Regions from separate parts of the Gasterosteus aculeatus genome. Here region 1 is linked to region 2. The links are chromatin contacts, called in public Hi-C maps. All regions are on one chromosome and are shown on one strand. Each heading gives the region's core, a stretch centred on a gene start, on an enhancer-like site or on the middle of the called end of the contact. The rest is flanking DNA. Distances are from core to core; before and after follow the strand shown. Region 1 holds the start of tspan1 (tetraspanin 1). Region 2 overlaps pik3r3b (phosphoinositide-3-kinase, regulatory subunit 3b (gamma)).

Region 1 (5,801 bases), core at 331-2,830, 100 kb before region 2:
TGAAACTCACGCTCAGGAAGAGTGTGAAGGAAACACATTGAAATTAAATTTGAAACAACCAGATAATTGTTCAATCCAAAAAGGGTTGGAAACTGCATTTTGACCAGATAGCAGCTTCACTTCAATGCAAACGTGATCCGGTTGACTTGAGAGGTAGAATGTTTATTTGAAGGCTGCCCTTTATTTCCTGGAAAGATGGATTCTCTCAATGCAAATTTGGACTCCGCTGACGAAGAGGAGGTGTAAAAATTGCTACGGCACACTTTGCGTCAAAGCTTCGTCCTTCAAGAGCGGGAGAGAATCTCTTCAGAGCTGCCAATACAAATTCATCAAGCATGGTAACTTGGGAAGAAATGGCAAATGGGGGGAAGTGATGACTTGAGCTTCACGGTGGGAGGCCAGGTGGGCCCGACTCGGCAGGCGGATTCAGCTCACCGTTGCCAAAGTTTCTCTCCATTTCACAATGCACATTAGTGATCGACATTAAGCAGAGGGAGGCAGGTGGAAAAAGGAGAGCCTTTGAAATTAAAGAGATGAAAATTGCTACGGTGGGGAGAAAGTGAAGGAGAAAGGAGCATCATTTGGGCCTTCGGGCTCAGCCATCCAAAGTGCTGGTGTTCCATCTGTTTACACTAAGGGGCGGCATGAAATTATTTTCTTGGCAACGTTTGGAAAGAAATCGTTTTGTCTGTTTTTCTTCTTCTTTTTTTTTTACACGTTAGTTTTCACATTAAGATTGAGCATAATCAATGAGCGCCCCCCTCCCCCCTTCTCCCTCCCCTCCTCATCTCACCCCAGCAAGCAATCAAAGCAGAAACATACTCACAAAGATAAGCAGGTTGAACAAGACCGTCATCAATTTGAAGAACGTGAAGAAGCCCATTTTAATCTGTAATAAACGGAGATGATAAATTATTGCACTTCCTCTTTCATCAGCGGACACCTTCTATCTCTCACTCACGCACAGTAATCACGCTCGCGCTTTCCTATTACATCCACCACTCCTCCGGGCAGAATTATCGAAAATTACATCGCTGACAATAATTCTTAATGATGACACACACAGCTGTGGGAAATGGTAAAGCTGTCTGTAAATGAGAAATCTATAAGAGAGGGACAGCCATAAAAGAAAGGAAGGTGCATGTAGACATTATGGCCAAACAGAAAACCAAATTTGTACCTTTTTTAGTGTGCTGATATTTCTTTGTATCCAAAGGAGCGCAGATTAAAACCAATTGACCTAAATAAAAAATAACACGTGAAAAACAAAAACAAAGAGAAGAAGCAGGATTTTTCTGTATCTTGCGGACAAGGTGTTTCCAGGTGTTTCCAGGTGTGGCGACGTGAGTGAAAAGCGGATTGTGGCTAGATAGATCAGTCTGCCAGCCTGTGGCAGCGATCGGTAATCCGATGGGCAGAGTGAGCGCGGGACCAGGTGCGGCCCCGGAGGATACAGGTGACAGCAGGTGGACGTTGTTCACGTGCAGAGGGGAGGAGCCTGAGAGGACAGGACAGGATCGCACCCTCAGGTTTTGCACATGTGCAGTTCTCAGCCGTAGACCTGTCAGACCCTGAAAAGTAAACGCCAACAACATCAGCCAACGTCACCTGAGATAGTAGAGGAGAGCTCAACAGAGATTTTAGTCAAACATGGTGATTTTCTCTGAGCCCATACGAGTCATTTATGTCTGTCAGCATGCACAGAAGAAATTCCACAGATACATAATGCTGTCATAATGCAAAAAAGTCTGCAGTCAGTGTTTTCAATCGTTATTGTTGTATGCAACAGCACACACTTTGGACCTTCGCCTGTGTTCAGATTACATGTGTTGCTGCCTTCTACCGTCGACTCTATTGTTCCAACTCTCTTCCTTTGTTCCTTTGCCGCCCCCACCCCCACTTCCCTGGGTCTGCAATGGCCCCTGCTGACCACCAGAGGGGGGTAGTGAACTGCAGAGAGACTTCACTGATGTCTTTAAGTTTTAACCGTGTTTCTCTTGAGTGGACGAATGTGCTCCTCTTTGTCCGGCAGGAAGTAAAGAAACTAAATAAATAAAGAATAATACGTTTGCCCCGCTGCTTATGTTTATCTGTCAACACCACCTTCCAATGCTTTGAACTCAGAGGTACTCTTTGGGCACATTCCAAAGCCAATCGCCTCCAGCAGTTATAGCAATTTAATAAGGCTCCAACTTTATGTGATTACAGGTGTTGCACTCGTTGACACCTCTAAATTCTTTCTTCAGTATTTCTAGGTAAACCGCAGGCTTCCTGTGTATCCCTTTGTTTAGCTTTTGCCTAAGACTTTTTCTTGAGTCCATTTATACTATATATAAAAAAGCAATGCCACCTTGTTGGGGAGTTGAGCCCGTACCGGCTGAAGTCTTTCTTAGTAATATCACTTTAATGGCCTTATCGTGAGTTATGACAATCTCACCCCCAGCGTCATTAACCCACCGGTCCTTAATCTCGGCGAGAGCACCACCTGTCAGGCTTCGTTATCCATTAAACCGTTAATAATCTCCTGCCGCACGTGCACGCACGCACACACTCGACGGCCGTGGCGGCGCGTGCAAAGAGGAAAAGATTGGAGGCGTGCTTTCGCACCGCCTCTGATGAGAGCAGCGACGGGTGCTGTGGAGATCTGGGCTGAGATGCGGACGGTAGAAAACAAGGGGTCCCTTAATGAGGTCGGTTGGATTGAGTATTATCAGTGGCCCCCCCAGGGCAGCTGCCACAGTTATGCATCTAGTGCTGCTGAGGCTGCTTCCATTACCACTATACCTTGTAAGTCCCACGTGGCCATTGCTTCATCCTTTGACTTGATTTTAAGGTTGATCGACTATCCTCGAGTACTCAGTAGCTCTAATGGTTTTAGTGCTCATTAAAAGCTCTTAGAAATGTGACTCATCGGCTTGGAAATGAGGGGTCGTTTTAGCAGCTATGGTTTTCTGTTGTCGAGTGAGGTCATCTTATAAGTCCACGTTATTTTTCACTGCACTCCATTTGTTTGGAAACTTTTCTCAACACTGGGTTTGATAAAATCCCTTAAAAGGGTCATGACAGTGATCGTCCCAGCAATATACTGGCATGTGCATGCCTTCATCAGCACTGACCAAGAGATAGGACTGGAAATAATGGTATGAGATTGGGAATTAAATACAACAGGGACCCGAAACGAGGGCATTACAGTTCATGGTTAGCACCCTTAGCCTACCCTATAAATATAACAGGATGCCACGAGCCTTTACACTTTTAAAGGGCATCATTCACCCCGACCCATTATGTAAGCCTGCACATCATGTGTGAGTCTATGTGAGCCTGTCAGAGTGAACCACTGCCCTATTTCCCATTGACATATTTTATCAGCTACTTTAAGCCACCAACCGGGCGACTCCACTGGACTCCTACCCTCCTAAAAAAAATCCCTGTCTCCTATGAATTGACATTCCTGTTAACATTTTTATCCCCTGAGTGGAGAAAAATCAACAGACATGCAACCGATCACGCGAGATCGTATTAAGGGGTCACAAGCTTTAAAAGCTCTAGAGCCTCTGTGTTGGCGTTACAGAAACACTGCTAAAGGACAACTTTTTAATGACCATCTCTGTCCTTAACCAGCAGGATTTTCAGTTACGGAAAAATGACATGTGATCCTTTAGTGATGCTATGGCAGGAAGTCAGATTGCACGTCATTGCAAACTACAAAAAGTTGTTAGGAAGTTACAAAGTTAAGGGTAAAGCGTAATTGAGAGCTCCAGTTTTTTTGTTGGGAGGGATCCTCTGTTCTCTGCAAGCAGAAAGGACTAATTTGATGGCACAACATTTCATCCGGGCTGTGTAGAAAGTCTCTCACGTGTGTGCTTTCTGCTGAAGATAAAAAAAACATGGTTGTTTTTCTTAGTTAGTGCAATGTTGACATTGTGAAGATGAAATGTTTTCACCTGACCAGGATGACACGTGTGTGCGTGCAGCTGGGCGCCGACCTTCCCTCCGTCAGACATTTTCTGATATAGACCGCAGAGTTCACGACCCTGTGAACTATAAACCACCAGAACGAGGCCTCTTGGCTTTGGATTGCTGTAAATAGCCTCTGGTCATTGAGCACGTGTGTTACAAAAGGCAGATGATGATGATGATGATGATGAGGGTGATGATGGTGATTTAGTCTTGCACCTGTCCTGACCTCTCCCCCCTGCAGACCCCCCGAGACAGGATGAGTCTCTAGTCTCCAGGTTGTTGTCCTTGGTCAACAAAGGGGGGGGTACGAGCTCATGAATTTGTTGCTAACGCGTCCCTCTGACATCCCATAATGCCTTTTTGTTCAGACAATGACAGTCGCTGCTCGCGACTTCATGACCTGCCTAATTATTTCCACATGGCGAATGATATTGAAAGACTTCATCTAAAAGAGTCTAGCAGTCACTTTATTATTGTTCGCCGTCCATTATGTCGACGTTACAAATTGATCATTTCTTTCGGGTGAGGAATGAAAATCGGAGGCCGTGCTGGAGCCCCAATGCAACCAACCGCCGGTCGAGAGGGTGGCGCCGCCGTGACCTCTATTGTGTCTCCTGCATCATTTATCACGCACGCACACTTAAGCGTTGCATATTAATTCACAGCTATCCATTAGGCCCTAGGAGGTCCCAGGCCTATAAATCAAAACCAAAGGCTGGCAAATTGACTCACACACAAAGGACCAGGACGACTACGAGGAAGACGGGAAGAGAGAAGGAAGAAAGGGGAAATGAAGAGGAGGCTAATGGCAATTTAAGGGAAAGACAGGAACAAAAAAAAACGAAGAGGAGAAGAGCTGCAGTGTGCAGCGGCGTCTCGCTGCCCCTGACCCGCATGCCTCCTTTGTTCTATGACTGATGGTATCCTGCGATGACACACATTGCTTATGAGCCCCTGTGGCCGTGGGCTTGATCTCGCCACGTATAGGGCCACTGTGCAGCACCAGTATATAGGGGCCAATTCTCCCAGGGCTCTTAGCGGCGCTGCTAATTAGCTAAAAGGGGTCATTTGTATGCAGCCTCTCTGCCTCTTTATCTCCCGCTCTTTCCCCGTCTCTCCCTTGGTCTCCGGCTCTTTTTTTTCTTCTTTTTCGGTTATCAATCTATAGCTTAGTCCTTATCTCATTTTGTCTCCGCTACTCTAATTGTGTCTGAGCTGATGATAAGCGTAATTCAAGTCTAATAAGTTGGCAGTTAGCGCTAACGGATTAGAGTTCCGAAACTTTCATTTATTTCTCCTGGATTCTTCTAATATAGGCTACTTACAGGAAGATATTGACGCCTATTGAGAGGGGGCATGTCTCTTGGATTACTGTGTAAGAGGAATTAAACAGCTATTTAGATCTGTCAGGCCAGGTCTAAATGATGGTGAGTCTAATCTGGTCCGGGCGGGGTCACGTCAGTCTCTGGTCCGTAAGTAACACATATTGAAACAAACTACAAAACAGGTCCCTGAACTTTATCTCTATTGCCACCAAGTTATATACACATTTTGGATGAAAAAATCCTGCTGGACACAGGTGTAAAATCATTAGGACATTTATTAAATAATACTTGTAAGTAGACAGAATTGACACACATACAAGTCACGCATCAAGACACAAAGATCTTTTCGTTTGGCGCAGAAATATATAGTTGGCAGATGAACATACTGAAACGGGGAGGTGTGGGGAGGCGCCGGGCAGAAACCAAGTGCTGGTAATAAACCTTGGATGTAGACGTTCATCTTCTCTACCTCAGGCACCACAAGATTAACTGGACATTCACGCACAAACATCTGGA
Region 2 (5,820 bases), core at 1,482-3,981:
GGAAGTAGCAAACATGAGCAGGTTATCAACGAAGCACTTGTAGAGACGCTGTACTAGAATGGAAGGCCACATTATAATATGCGGCAACTATATGTTGCTTTCGGGTTGGTATTGCATCCAACAATAGATATATTTCTATAATTTGTAAACACTGATGTCAATATGGTTTTGTACAAGCATAAACCATCTTAGGATCTATCTCTGTGCAGACAATGTCTCGTTCTCTCTCTTCTTCTGTTTAACTCTCTGAATGTTAACATGATGGAATGTGCTTTTTCAGTGGTTGTAGACAGGCCTGTGCATACCCCTTCCCCATGGATTAATAAGAACATGCACTATTAATAATCGTTCCATTCCATTAGAGTTGTTCCATCAATTACAGGTTTTATGTTTGTCAATGTAAATCATTTAACACATCAATTTGGTCGTAAAACTGTTGTTAGCAATAAGTCAATATGTAAATGCACGACTGCATTTGTGCAAAGTGCCCAGCGAGTTGTAAAATGATACATACTCTGTGGTTTAAATCAAAACAATTGTTTACTTTAAGAAATACAACTATGTGAAAGTGTGATTATGAAAGTGGATCTGGTGTTATTCATCAATTTATTCCCCTCAACACATTCTGCTCTACTTCATTATTGGCACTGTTAAGAACTGTTTAATTGGGATTACTATTGGATCCCAATAGTGGCTGTTAAGACAGCTGCTGCTGCAGCCTGCAGTCTGTTATCAGCCTCCACATGTTGTTTAACCTTTTTCACATCCACTAGTGGATTCGCTGCAGGCTGCAGCAACTGCCCAATATTGAAATGTATGCAGATATCTGATTATTTTCAGGGCCAGTTTTGCCAGTGCAGAATCCGATATCTTTCATTTCATCGGAGGGCCCCCGTCGGTTTAGTTTCCATCTGCAGAGTTCACATGCAGCTCTAATGCTCAATGTTTTATTAATTACTTTGACATGTGAAACTGTCTTCCAGATGAACCGTGTGTGTGTGTGTGTGTGTGTGTGTGTGTGTGTGTGTGTGTGTTCACTAGTTGTTCAGACAGTAGTACACACTCCCTGGAGGGGAAACAGTCGCACAAATACTCTGATTCAATTGTTTGAATGTGTGGAAATGGCTCAGCAAATGCTCGTGGTCTCACAGGTGTAATAACCAGTAGAGCAAAGCACCTTTCCTTTTCATTTTAATGTTGTCGGATGATTTCTGGTTCCAATTTATTTCAAGGGCAATTTGAGATAACGATCTCTTAATTATTTTTAAATCAATACATACAATAACGATATTCTTTCATAAATATGTTGTTTAAAAAAGTTGAAACATTAAAAGTTAATTGTGTACTTTATTGTACATCATTAATAAATGAACATTGTTAGTTGTATGGGGAAAAAATCATAAAGGGAACCATAGTTGTTGTTTTATGGAAATGAATAAAACATGATCTCTCTCTCTCTCCCAGGAATGGAGGCAGCGCTTTCTGAAGCGGCTCCTGTGGCTGTATTGAGACTCATTGAAGCTGCTGAGAAACACGGTGAGAAAATACAAGCAAACTACAGATGTGTAGCAAGCATTTACAATAAAGGAACATTCAATTGCCCCTTTAAAGCGTAACGACTGGAAGCGTGGGGCACGTAATCCGCCTATTTATATTTCTAAAACTTACTAATGAACAATTTTTTCATAACTTGCACACGGACAGGACTGGAAACAATTTGCATTTGAAGTAGCGGTTGTATATTCAGTACTTCCAGTACAGCCTCTCTCACTATAAAGCACACTGCCAGATAAGCCGCAAGCTGTCCTTTTTTCTTTATCGATGGACAGTATATTGTAGCAGTACTACGGACAATATACAAGATGTTGATTAGTGATCTTTAGAGGTGTTTGTATGTGTTTGAACTACGGGGTAGCAGTTTCCCCCCCTTAATTCCAGTCTTTGTGCTAGGCTAGGCTAAGGACGTATGTCTGTATGTCACCTTTCTTCTCATTTTACTTTTGGAAAAAACTGTTATTCCCCCTCACGCCCCCCCACCATTTAGGACCAGGAAAACGCGTTTTCAGACACCCAGCTGACTTCCTCCCTCCTTTTCTCCTGAAGGTTTGAGCGGCGAGTGTCTGTATGGAGCTCCTCCCTCTTCCGGTGGACCCCTGGAGCTGCGTGAGGCCCTGGACTCGGGTACATACTTGATGAAATAAGCAGATTCATTGAAGAACATGTTATTCGGCGTCAGAATCTTAAAAAGAAAACAAGAGTACCCTCTTGTTCCTTGGTCTTTCTTGTCTCGTCTTTCACCTAAATTATCTCAATTTAGTAGCGCTTAAGCTGACACTGACTGAGAGCACTTTGTCGCTTTGGATAAATTAAATGTAGTGCATAAACTAGATTACTGACAAAAAGCCCTCCTGCAGCAAAAGGCTTTGGCATTTAGAGTTTATCAAGTTGTGTGGATATCTGCGCTGTAACTGAAGGAGCAACAAGTGGCTCAACGCAAAGAGCTCAGCCTCATCTCCTGTCCCCATCTTTGTACTCAGACCAATATAAACTCCTGCTGACACCCAACCGGGTCGTTTTCAGTCCGCCGCGGCTGAAAGAACCCGGAGTCGCTCAGCCCAAAATAAAGTTTGCCAAGTTTGAGTTGAAGTTCAGGTGTGGCACCACCAGGGAGTGCTCTGACTCCGTACTTTATTTTTGGGAGTGAGGCGGGGAGCTCACAAAATCCGACTTCAGACTCCACTCAGTGGATGAGAGAGCAGAGTTGGGAGGGAGGGGAGGAGGGACAACAGCATTACAGTGTATATGAAAGCGTATTTTTTGTCCAGGCAATTAATCCATCCCTGCGTCATCCGTTGTCTCCAATCTCACTCTTGAATGTTGGTAAAGTACACAACCACTTATCGTAATGATTCTTTGTTTGGCTCTTGCCGCTCAGAGAGACCTTAAAGTAACGTTTCTCTAAAGGATCCATAATGTCTCCCTCGTACCCGCAGTGCAGCTCACTTGTTTGCGACCGAGGGAAAGAACAAAAGTTTCTGCGTTCGTAGTGTCTTATTGCAGTCGTACCAAGACGAGCACACATACTGATTACCACGGTTTTTGGTGGTGATGCATCATAAGCGCTACATGGAGCACCAAGGGGAATCAAGCGGACTGGGGCCGCTCCACCCGGGTGTTTCCCACACTGCTTGTGTGGCTTGCACCAGAGGAAGATGGACAACTTGTGCACGAGCCTAAGGGTAGTAACATAATTAGTTGGTTAGTTAAAGCACCCTTTGATGGTTAATCTCTGTCCCACGTTTGCAATTTTTCGATTTTCAACAGTTTGAAAGATATAATTGGGCCAGCTTACTATAATGGAAACTCCTGCATCAAGCTGCATTACGAAATTAGCATTTCTTTTTTTAATGCAACTTTTTTAGGCACTCCATTCTCATTTTGAATTTCTATAGTAAATCACATGAGCTAGGAGAAGATTTGAAGGTTTTTCACCAATTGTTTCAATTGATGGTGAAAGAGACCAATAAGATCGTCTTTCATTGTATCTGTTCACTGTTTCTTTACAATAAGGACGTGAACAATGCATTGAAAAAATACAGAACCTTTGTTACCCCCCTTCTACGGTACTCTAATATCGAGTTTGGCTTTGAAGGCATTTTTTGGATATCATGTTGTTAGAAACAAACTCTGCCTTCAGTTTGTAATTATGTTACAGATGAGTTCCATAAATTCATACACTGCACGGAAAGTGACATTTCCCCTTCTAAATGTTTCATCAAGATCAGGATCATGAGACCCACATTGAGAATAATTGAATTTTCCTGATATTTTTCTCAGTGAACATCCAATTTTCTCCAGAAAAACCGTCAGCAGTTCTGCAAATCCAATACAGTTTATTGAGCATAAAGAATAGACTTAGGGTACAGAGTGCGCGCCCATACGAACACGCACGCACCTGGCTTGCTTGGGCAGTGGTGGGAGGTCAGCGCGGGGGCCAAGAAATGCACATTCTCAAAGTAATTGACTGAAAGGAGCTGACATGGAGGCACTCAGAGGAATTTAACATGCAGGCTTGACACGCAAACCCGCGTATACGTTGAGACGGGGAGGTTGCCGCATGAGAGAAATTCAGCCGCAGTCACACTGACTTCATGCTCAGTAGCTGAGCTGATGGACGGGGACAGATCCTATGGAATATATATGAAAAGCAGTTGCTTGTGTGGAAATGTGTGCTGACGTGTGTGAAAAGTTTGGTGTGTATGCTGGTGGGCAGAGGGGGATGCGATGTGTGAAGGAGGACAATGGAAGGAGCAAATAGAGATACGAAATCTCTACTTTTGCTGTTGTCTCATTGTCAGAATGTCAGATGAATCAATTATCCCTCTGATTTTGTGGCAGTTTCAGCTTGGTTTTCACTTCTTTCTTAAGTATATTTGTCTCCGGCACCACATTATCTTACATTGACGCAATCAGTTACATCTGCGCACTTCGGACTATATCTTTTTTCCCCGGTTAAGCCTATTCTAGTATTCTACTCCATGTGAGTAATGAGAATGTGGACTTCAGTAATGCTCTCTTAAGCCACGTAAGCGGGGTTAATAATGCCTTCAACTACAGAGTTCCAAGTCTAACGGGGGCTTGTGAACATCTGAATATTTATTCGACTGAGTTTCTGAAGATCCTCTCATTTTCAATAAGGCCACCCCCCTCTTTCCCCCAAAAAGCAAATAAGCTTTTGGGAGCATGTAGAATGACGTGAGATACTGTGATGGATGACCTGTATCAGTGTTTCATGGATCATTATTGGAGCATGATGTAACATCAATCACTCTGCAGAGAGGATCAGGGCTGCCGCAGTGCTCTGCTTCTTTGTTGTGTGTGCTGCAAGAGTTACGGAATAATGTTACGTAACAGGGAGTTATTGCATTGTACACATAAACCTGGATGTTTAGCATATCCTGCTGAAGTTATCTGCATACGTACAGTATCATTCTATCAGTGTGTGTCTTTTGTTTGTCCGCCTGTGGACACGCGCATGCGCGTGGGAGACGCACTGGCTAGGAATGCTTTTGAGAACATTACCTCATCAAGTGACCTCCTGTTGGTACACGGCCCAGACGTTGCCACGGTGATAGCTAGCCTTTTTTAACTGGTTGATTCTGTCGTGCCCACACATCACTCAGTGTTTTGGCCCTGTGTGTGTGTGTGTTGTAGTGAGTGATTACACTTCTATCTCTGTGAGGACGTGTTGGATAGTGAGCAACAATTTGTGTCACTTTTTCATTTTATTCAAGTGACAAGTGAGAATAGTTCTAGGTATTTTTTAAGCATAGTTCCTTCGACCTTCTGTACCCTTACAAAACTTCCTTCATAGGCTATTGGAATTTTAAGTGCTATTTTTTAATTGGTGTAACTTTATTGAGTTAGAGAATACTTTGTGGCAACGTGTGTTCTCACGTATGGAAGTATGGAAGTAAGTATGGAAACACAAACGTGTGGGTGTTTGTGTGTCTGTGTGCCCATATGGACATTTTAATCAGATTGCGTGCATCTGTTTTGTTGTCTTGTGTCTGTTTTCACACTTTGACCTTGTTGGAATTTGTATAACCACATAGATGTGCTAACACACGCACACACATTGTGCAAACTTGTCAGGCACGCAGTGGGCAGTCTCTGTTTTGGAAACAATGACTCATTTTGGTTGAGACTGTAGCAGAATAGACTTTGTCTTCAACAGAAACTGTATACCCTGACATACATAACACACACACACACACACACACACACACACACACACACACACACACACACACACGCACA

What was found. A called contact is a pair of places that touch in the nucleus more often than the background predicts.
Region 1: a Hi-C map of skeletal muscle shows a contact between it and region 2, with 3 times the contacts expected there. The contact joins the promoter of tspan1 here to the enhancer-like site in region 2. A contact is called at or near these places in 2 of 6 Hi-C or Micro-C datasets (both in skeletal muscle).

What each region holds. Positions count from the first base shown.
Region 1 is chr8:7,157,043-7,162,843 of fGasAcu3.hap1.1, reverse strand. It overlaps tspan1 (tetraspanin 1), which reads right to left and starts at 1,580. Exons shown (of 8, transcript XM_040185122.2): 1 at 1,181-1,580; 2 at 827-889. The coding sequence starts at 883.
Region 2 is chr8:7,056,387-7,062,206 of fGasAcu3.hap1.1, reverse strand. pik3r3b (phosphoinositide-3-kinase, regulatory subunit 3b (gamma)) reads left to right here. Exons shown (of 16, transcript XM_040183752.2): 4 at 1,465-1,536; 5 at 2,104-2,181. Among protein-coding and RNA genes, the nearest start is that of pik3r3b, 48 kb to the left of the region's middle. Within about 2 kb of position 2,731, at least 1 of the 9 cell types and tissues checked has open chromatin away from gene starts, as enhancers often do.